Linked DNA regions of Mus musculus: region 1 is linked to region 2. A link is a contact called in public HiChIP or PLAC-seq data. All regions are on one chromosome and are shown on one strand. The core of a region is the stretch at or near the end of the contact, and the rest is flanking DNA. Distances in the headings are between cores, read along the strand shown.

Region 1 (3,493 bases), core at 685-3,184, 740 kb before region 2:
AGAATTGCATAACTTAGCACTGACTTCCCCATTGCTAAACTGAATGGACGTTTTCCAGTACTCATTTGCTTGACATCACTCATCACTGGCATTTTTCACTCACGACTACTTCCTCAACCTGGAGAAGGCTTTCGTGTGAAATGTGTGAGGCTGTTTTCCTGCCCTGATCTTTATTCTACTTCGTCTCCTCCTCAAAATGTCTCATTTGATCATTGAAGCAGAGATCTGTGAAGGTTCAGTTCTCCTGATTCTGTGAGTCACTCCCCCCACGCCCCACCCCTGTCTCTGCACTTTATGGCCATCTGAGCCCTGCCCCTATTTCGGAGATCACCTTTTGTTGAATATTCCCCATTGGACAACTCTAAGACTCTTATACTTGGTGTCTGTGATCCTAACCCTTCTTGGAGACATGCATCTGGATATTCTACGGGCACAATCAAAACATGATCAGAGCTTGCTGTCTTCCTCTCAGATCAATTTAAACGTTTGTTTTGGTTTGGTTGTTTGTGACAGCTTCTCTGTGTATCAGAGCCTTGACTGTCCTGGACTTGCTTTGTAAACCAGGCTGGCCTTGAACTCACAGACATCCACCTGCCTCTGCCTCCTGAGTGCTGGGATTAAAGGCATGCACCATCAAGCCTGGCCTTAAATGTTTGTTTGTTTGTTTGTTTGTTTGTTTTAAATCTAATGATCACAGTAAATGGTATTGCTGAATATGAAGTTGCATAAGGTAGGAAAAAGGAATCCTTTTTTTCATTACCATTTTCCCTCTTTTTCTTTGCCCTCTGTACTGTGTGTGTAAGGTATCTGCCCCGAGTGTGGGGGGCATGAACCACAGGGATGCCAAACATCAGGCCTCTTAATTCAAGTCGGAATCTTGCTATCACTCTACCCCTCAAAGCTTCTCACTCCATTTTCATTTACACGAGGAGGTCCATGGTCTTTATCTTCAACCATCTATGATTCCATGTGCTCCATTGTGACACTTTACACAAGCATCCATTTCCTGCGATTCCTCCATCTTCAGCCTGGCCCACCCAGGGAAGCCAGAGCGAGAAATAGCTGGAGCCACCATGCTGAGCGCAGTCCATGCTGCTGAGAGGTGCCCAGGTGTGAGTAACAATTCATTGTTACTGGGAGAGGGGGGAAGGGAAGCCGGTGTTTCCTCCTTTGCCTAGGAGATCCTGCAAGGCTCTTTCCCTAACCGCCCTCACACTGAAGCACCAATCTCTCTGCTGTGTTTGTCTCCCTCTCAGATGGTTGCTCAGACATTTGATTGCCTTTCACCAGCAGGCGCTCGGCTAAGCAATGGGTACCTCATCTCCTGGGAATGCCAGGACTCTAGGGGCTGGGCTCCATTTTAATCTCCTTTTCACGAACAGGAAATTAGATTTCACCAAAGACATTCAGCTGGCGTTGTTTGATTAATCATCAGGTCAAACCTTTCTACTCTGTGCCCAAGTTCAGAGTCGCTGTGGTTACAGACACTGATGTACGGATACTTCTCTTTTGCAGACCCATGTGCCTTCAGTACATGGGTTTTTAGAGACCTGATAAGTGACCGGGAGACAGTCACAGACATACCAGTAAGATCTGGATCTGATACTAGCTTGCAGAATACAAAACCATAGCTTTAAATCTTAGCTTCCTAAGATGTAAAAGAGAGGCAGTTATTCTGTTACCCTCTAAAGAACCTGTGCCTTTAACACTGGCTGACCTCCAGCTGTGCAATGTCCTTAGCATGCTGTTAAGAAACCTGAAGGACAGTAGGACCCAGTAAGCTCTGTTCTCAGTGGGCCCCTAGCTGCCTTGCCCTTGAGGCCCTGGAGACCTCCTCCACTGTCCTGAATGCCACCCTCGCCTCACGCATGCGCTAGTCGCCCACGGCCTTCCATCTGGCCTCAGCATGGCCTGAGAAAGTCATTGCTCCCAGCAGGGATAGGGTTCATGCTGCCAAGAACCCTCAGGCTCTTGAGGGAGGCGCCCTGCAAGGCCAGAGCCTCTGTCTGGCCTCTGGGAAAGCTGCTCCCGGGCTAGAGAGCATGTTCCCCTCCCCCGCGCAGCTGTGTGCTGGGCCACTGGACGTGCAGGGCAGCACAGGAGAGGCCAGTGCTCCCTTCCCATCACCGAGGCAAACGTTCTCCAGGCCTCGAGGCACAGCCTGGGTGGGAAGGGAACGGGAGCCCGGACCCTGCTGTCTCAGAAAGCTAGAAAGAAGTTTCCTCTCAAAACTGATACTGCTGATTAAAATAAATACTTTTAAGGTCACCAACGACATTTATCCAGGCTGGGGGTCGCTATGTAGTTCTGATAACCTGACGCTATGCCCCTGAAAGTTGCCTGTAGGGTGGCAGACCCTTCTTTACTGCTTGGGGTAAATGTGAAAATCTGGGAACCTTTAAAAAATTTAATTTAATTGTATTTTTATTTGCTTTTATTTTTTATTTTTATCTACCTATTTATTTATTTCGCAGTGTCTGAAACAGGCCAGGTGACAAGAGAGGAGAGAGAGTGCAGAATGGAAGCATTTTATTTGTTGAACTGGGAAAGGGAAAAGACGCTAACTGAAAACTTTCCTAGTGACAACAAATGAGGTATCCACGTTCTGAATTTGTGCATCTTGGTAACATGGGCTCTTTCTTCCTGTATGAAGCCCAAATTGTAGGTCAGTTCTGCTTCTGGGAACAAGTCCCGGGTGACACAGGCTGAAGTGCAGCCTGAGCCTGAGCAGAGGTACTCTTGATTGTTAAGGGTGTTCTGTTGCGATTTCAATTACTCCATCTTTATACAGAGCTTTTTACCCCCATGGTAAGTATGAAAAAGGATGAGGTCCCAGGAATGTTGCTGCTCTGGGCAGAATGGACCCCAGCCTGTGTTTTCTGTCAACAGATAAGGAGCAGAGCTTCCTACACCTTAGAGGAGAGGCACTCTAGAGAGATTGTGAGCAGCACGGGAAATCTTTGCAGACATCAATTCATTTCTCATCACCCAGCTTACCTTGATTTGTTTCAACTAATTTCATTTTCCTCCTAAATCCTAAAATATCTGGAAAAAGAGACATTGAGAATAATCTTAAAAGTTAAATGAGGTACAAGAGATTCGTCTTCTGAAGACTTGCTTATGTGAGCATTTAACGGTTTTTCGTCTAAGGATTATGGGGGTGTATACATACAAATGTCACAAACGCCAAAAACTTCGCCAGAAAGGAAGGTTACCCTGGAAAATCTTCACTTAATATGTCGTTTCTAAGATTTCCTAGATCAGAGTAAGGACTAGGGTGGGGATATGTAGGGTGCGTGAGAGGGAGAGGCAAGATTTGGAAGCTTCCAATATGCCTCATCCATGACTAACTGTTCCATCAATGAGAGGAAAGTAATCCTTGACTTCTGCCAAGGTAACAGGAACTGGGCTGCCGTGGCAAGGAATTCCCACCCCAGGAACCAGAGAGTCACAGCGTCCAGCTCAGCTCTTAGACATCTGCTCTGCCTGTTTA
Region 2 (3,403 bases), core at 121-2,620:
TGAGTGTGCCATTTATCTGGATCCTAAATAATTTAGTACAATCATTTCCATTTTATGGATTGAAATATACTGAAATCCTGATAGGCTCTGCGACTTGTACAGGATCACACGTTAATAAATGGCAGAGCCAGGATATAACTAAGATCTTACTCTAGCACAGGTCTTAGCTATCATGGAGTACAGCACTTCCTTGTGTTGTTTTATGCAGGATGTCTGCAGTGCACCTAGGCTTCCAGCCCAGGTCGGCAACCTGACTTTACTGCTGGTGGCTGGATGATGCTGGTTTTCCAGAGCAGCATGGTTCTTTGGGCTTTGGTTTCATCATCTATAAACTGAAGGAAAAAAAGCCCTGTTCTACTTACTGCTCAGGATTCTTTTAAAAATAAAACTGAGGCAATAAAACTGACATGAATGCTATGTAAATACAAGTTATTTAGGGTGACTATACTGTTTCTAATGGTATTAATATGCACATATCTCTCTCTTTATACACACACACACACACACACACACATATATCCACATAAATATACACATTTTTTCTTACATTGGCCCATGTATGCTCTACTGAGATAGAAATATATATATATATATATATATATATATGAATATAAAATTGTGTGTTTGTGTGTGTGTATGTGTGTGTGATATAACCATCATTCAGTCTATAGGTCAAAATGCCATTGTTCTAAGATAAAATCCTTTGCCCAGGTATCTACTATTGTTTTCCCTGTCAGCTTTGCTCTAAGTAACAAGACTCCCACATTTATATTCAATTATATAACAACTTTTCTGTCTTTAACTTCATTCCCCATTGACAATTTTCTATGTAAGAAGAAATGTCCACATCTTTAGAGGCTAAAGGAACACACACATGAATTATATTGTGTAAAATGGGTTTTTAATCCCACCTGAATGAACAGGAACTTTTTTCTTACATTGGCCCATGTATGCTACTGAGATCAACATGCGCTAAGAGGAAAACCAAAATGAAAGTTTCTATTGGTTGGTGAAAAGCAAGATCTTCGTCTTTCCCGTCCGGTTGGAGGCTAGTGAGTATTTGATAATATTCTGGACTTCAGTTCTCAGAATGACCCACAGTGCTTGATCTACAAAGCCTTAAAGAATTCCAGGGCCTTAAAGAATTCCAGAGCCTTAAAGAATTCCAGGGCCTTAAAGAATTCCAGGGCCTCCAGAGAGCAGTACATTCTCATGTGAGGGTGATAGCAGTGGGCTCTCAGGAAGTTGCAGGAATTTGCAGAGCATCACTTTGCCAAGAACAAGCAACATGGAGCCTGGTAGTGTCCTGTCTGCAGCCCACATGTTCACAGACCCGACAGAGACTCCTCTCCCACACACAAGGCTGGCTACCACAGCCCTCGGAGGGAAAAGCAGACACTCCCATGCACCCTAGATGCATTCCTCACCTTCGTCTGCCCATAGGTCTGACTCATTGTCCGATATTGGCAATATTATTTATTTATGTAGTGACTCAGTTTTCCTATTGACAAAGTATGTATCAGCTTCCTGCCTGGTGCTCACATGATTCTAGATTGTTGGTGAATCTATCTCCAAATGTAGCCACAGAGCAGTGAAGGAAAATTAATTCTTTGTACCTTTACCTAGAATCAAGGATGTATGCGTCACATGTACTTACTTTAAATCAGACAACAGATGTTAGATGTCTTTGACATTTAAGATTCTGGCTCAGGGCATACATCCCTCTCATCTTTGTTTCTCCTGCATGTGTGACCTCATAAGTGGGTGGGTATGGAGGCAATGAAATACATGGCTATCAGGCTGGAATCTAGATTCAGGCAGGATGGTATGGGGTGTTTTACCTTCCTGAGCCTCAGTTTATGTATCTATATATACATACACACGTATATATATACATACACACATATATATATACATACACACACATATATATACATATATATATATATGTACACTTTTGCATTTTTTATGTATGACTTACCATAGTCTATAAATTGACTAACATCTTTCTTTTTATACTCCCACTTTCAGCTCTTCTCCCAAGTGCCCATTATGTGGCAGGTTCTCAGAAATTATTGATCAAGAGAAAGAAGATGGATTCTTGCCCTCCAGGAGGTCACTTCCGAGGCAGTACATAAGACAGCTGCATACCAGGTAGCTGGTACTGACTGGCTGATGAATGACACACAGCGCTGAGAGACGGAATGCTTCTGATCAGATCGAAAGGCAGGCTGCATTGGAAAGTGGTGCTTCCAGCTGAAATCATGGTGCCCTCCCTTATCAGAACACGGCTCAATCAATTACAAATATCACTCCAGCTCCGGTCACTCAAACAGGGACATCATCTCCTCTTTCTTTTCTGGGTTAGAACTTTTACCTTATCATGGTGATAACTGACTACATTAAATTCCTTCTGATGCTCCAACCAATTAACAGGAATTTAGTGGCTCTACAAGAACTTTAGATTGCCTCACATTGCTGTAGAAGCCAGCATTTCTCAATCAGTTTTAGCTGGCTAAAGTCAGAGACATGGTCAGGGGAGCAGGGCTGGTCACCAACGCAGCTTTGGCAGAGAATCACTTCCTGGTCTTTTTGTCGCCACTGCATTCTGCCACACTCAGCCGTCAGCTCTCTCTTCAGACCCAGCGGTGAACACCCTTCCATCTGTCTGTCATCAGAATTTCCCTCTACTTCACTCTCAAGAGGGAGTTTTTGTGGTTGCACTAAGTTGTGCCTGGATAATCCAGGATAATCTCCTCAGTTCAGGATCTCCAAATAAACTCCAGCTACAAATTTCACGAGCCACGCATTCACAGTGTTAGGGCCTGGCGGGCATTATACCTTCATGGAGCAGCCAGTAAAAAGAGGAAGGAGGTCATATCTTACAAACCTTTTTTTCATTGAACTTAATTTCTGTGTATGTATTTGAGCTACTGTGTGTTACTAGTACTGTGGAATGTGAGGCCTCTAGTGTTTTTTTTTAAGAAGCAGAGAAGTAGATCAAAATGATCCAGGATGAAGTACAAAAGACAAGGGGCAAGGAAAGAAATACTCAAAGCCTTGTAAATGGGAGCTCAGGGGCCAGTGTTGCCTGAGTCATGCCTGCAGCCATTTCTGATAAACGGGAAAGAAGACCTACATGAAGAATGGCACTGTGAGCTGAGTGGGCAGATGTTCTTTAAATGAGCAATTTTTACATAATTCAGGGAGAGGGTTGAGTGGTGAGCTTGTAACTATCTCTCTTCTTCCAAAATTATTTTGATTTTAACTAATCTCTGTATATGCTTGTATTTTTGTGTATGTATATGTGTATTTCTGTATAGGTTAGAAGAAGAAGTTGAACTCCCCCAGAACTGGAGTTACAGGTGGTCGTGAGCCACCTAATATGGGTACTGAGAACTAA

The links. HiChIP or PLAC-seq counts read pairs in DNA pulled down with a chosen protein or histone mark.
Region 1: a FOXA1 HiChIP or PLAC-seq map of pancreatic cancer cells shows a contact between it and region 2. The contact joins two enhancer-like sites. A contact is called at or near these places in 1 of 15 datasets of contacts at CTCF or cohesin (the NIH/3T3 cell line), 1 of 484 Hi-C or Micro-C datasets (the HL-1 cell line) and 2 of 115 datasets of contacts at active chromatin or transcription factors (astrocytes and pancreatic cancer cells).

What each region holds. Positions count from the first base shown.
Region 1 is chr3:65,869,837-65,873,329 of GRCm38.p6, reverse strand. No RefSeq gene overlaps it. Among named protein-coding and RNA genes, the nearest start is that of Gm35039, 57 kb to the left of the region's middle. Within about 2 kb of position 1,934, at least 169 of the 459 cell types and tissues checked have an H3K27ac peak or open chromatin away from gene starts, as enhancers often do. A contact at or near this core is called in the HL-1 cell line, the NIH/3T3 cell line and pancreatic cancer cells, where this site is marked.
Region 2 is chr3:65,133,243-65,136,645 of GRCm38.p6, reverse strand. All of the region lies in intron 1 of Kcnab1 (potassium voltage-gated channel, shaker-related subfamily, beta member 1), which reads right to left. It overlaps A330015K06Rik (RIKEN cDNA A330015K06 gene), which reads left to right. Exons shown (of 5, transcript NR_126080.1): 4 at 838-1,052; 5 at 2,032-3,403. Among named protein-coding and RNA genes, the nearest start is that of Kcnab1, 26 kb to the right of the region's middle. Within about 2 kb of position 1,370, at least 36 of the 459 cell types and tissues checked have an H3K27ac peak or open chromatin away from gene starts, as enhancers often do. A contact at or near this core is called in the HL-1 cell line, the NIH/3T3 cell line and pancreatic cancer cells, where this site is marked.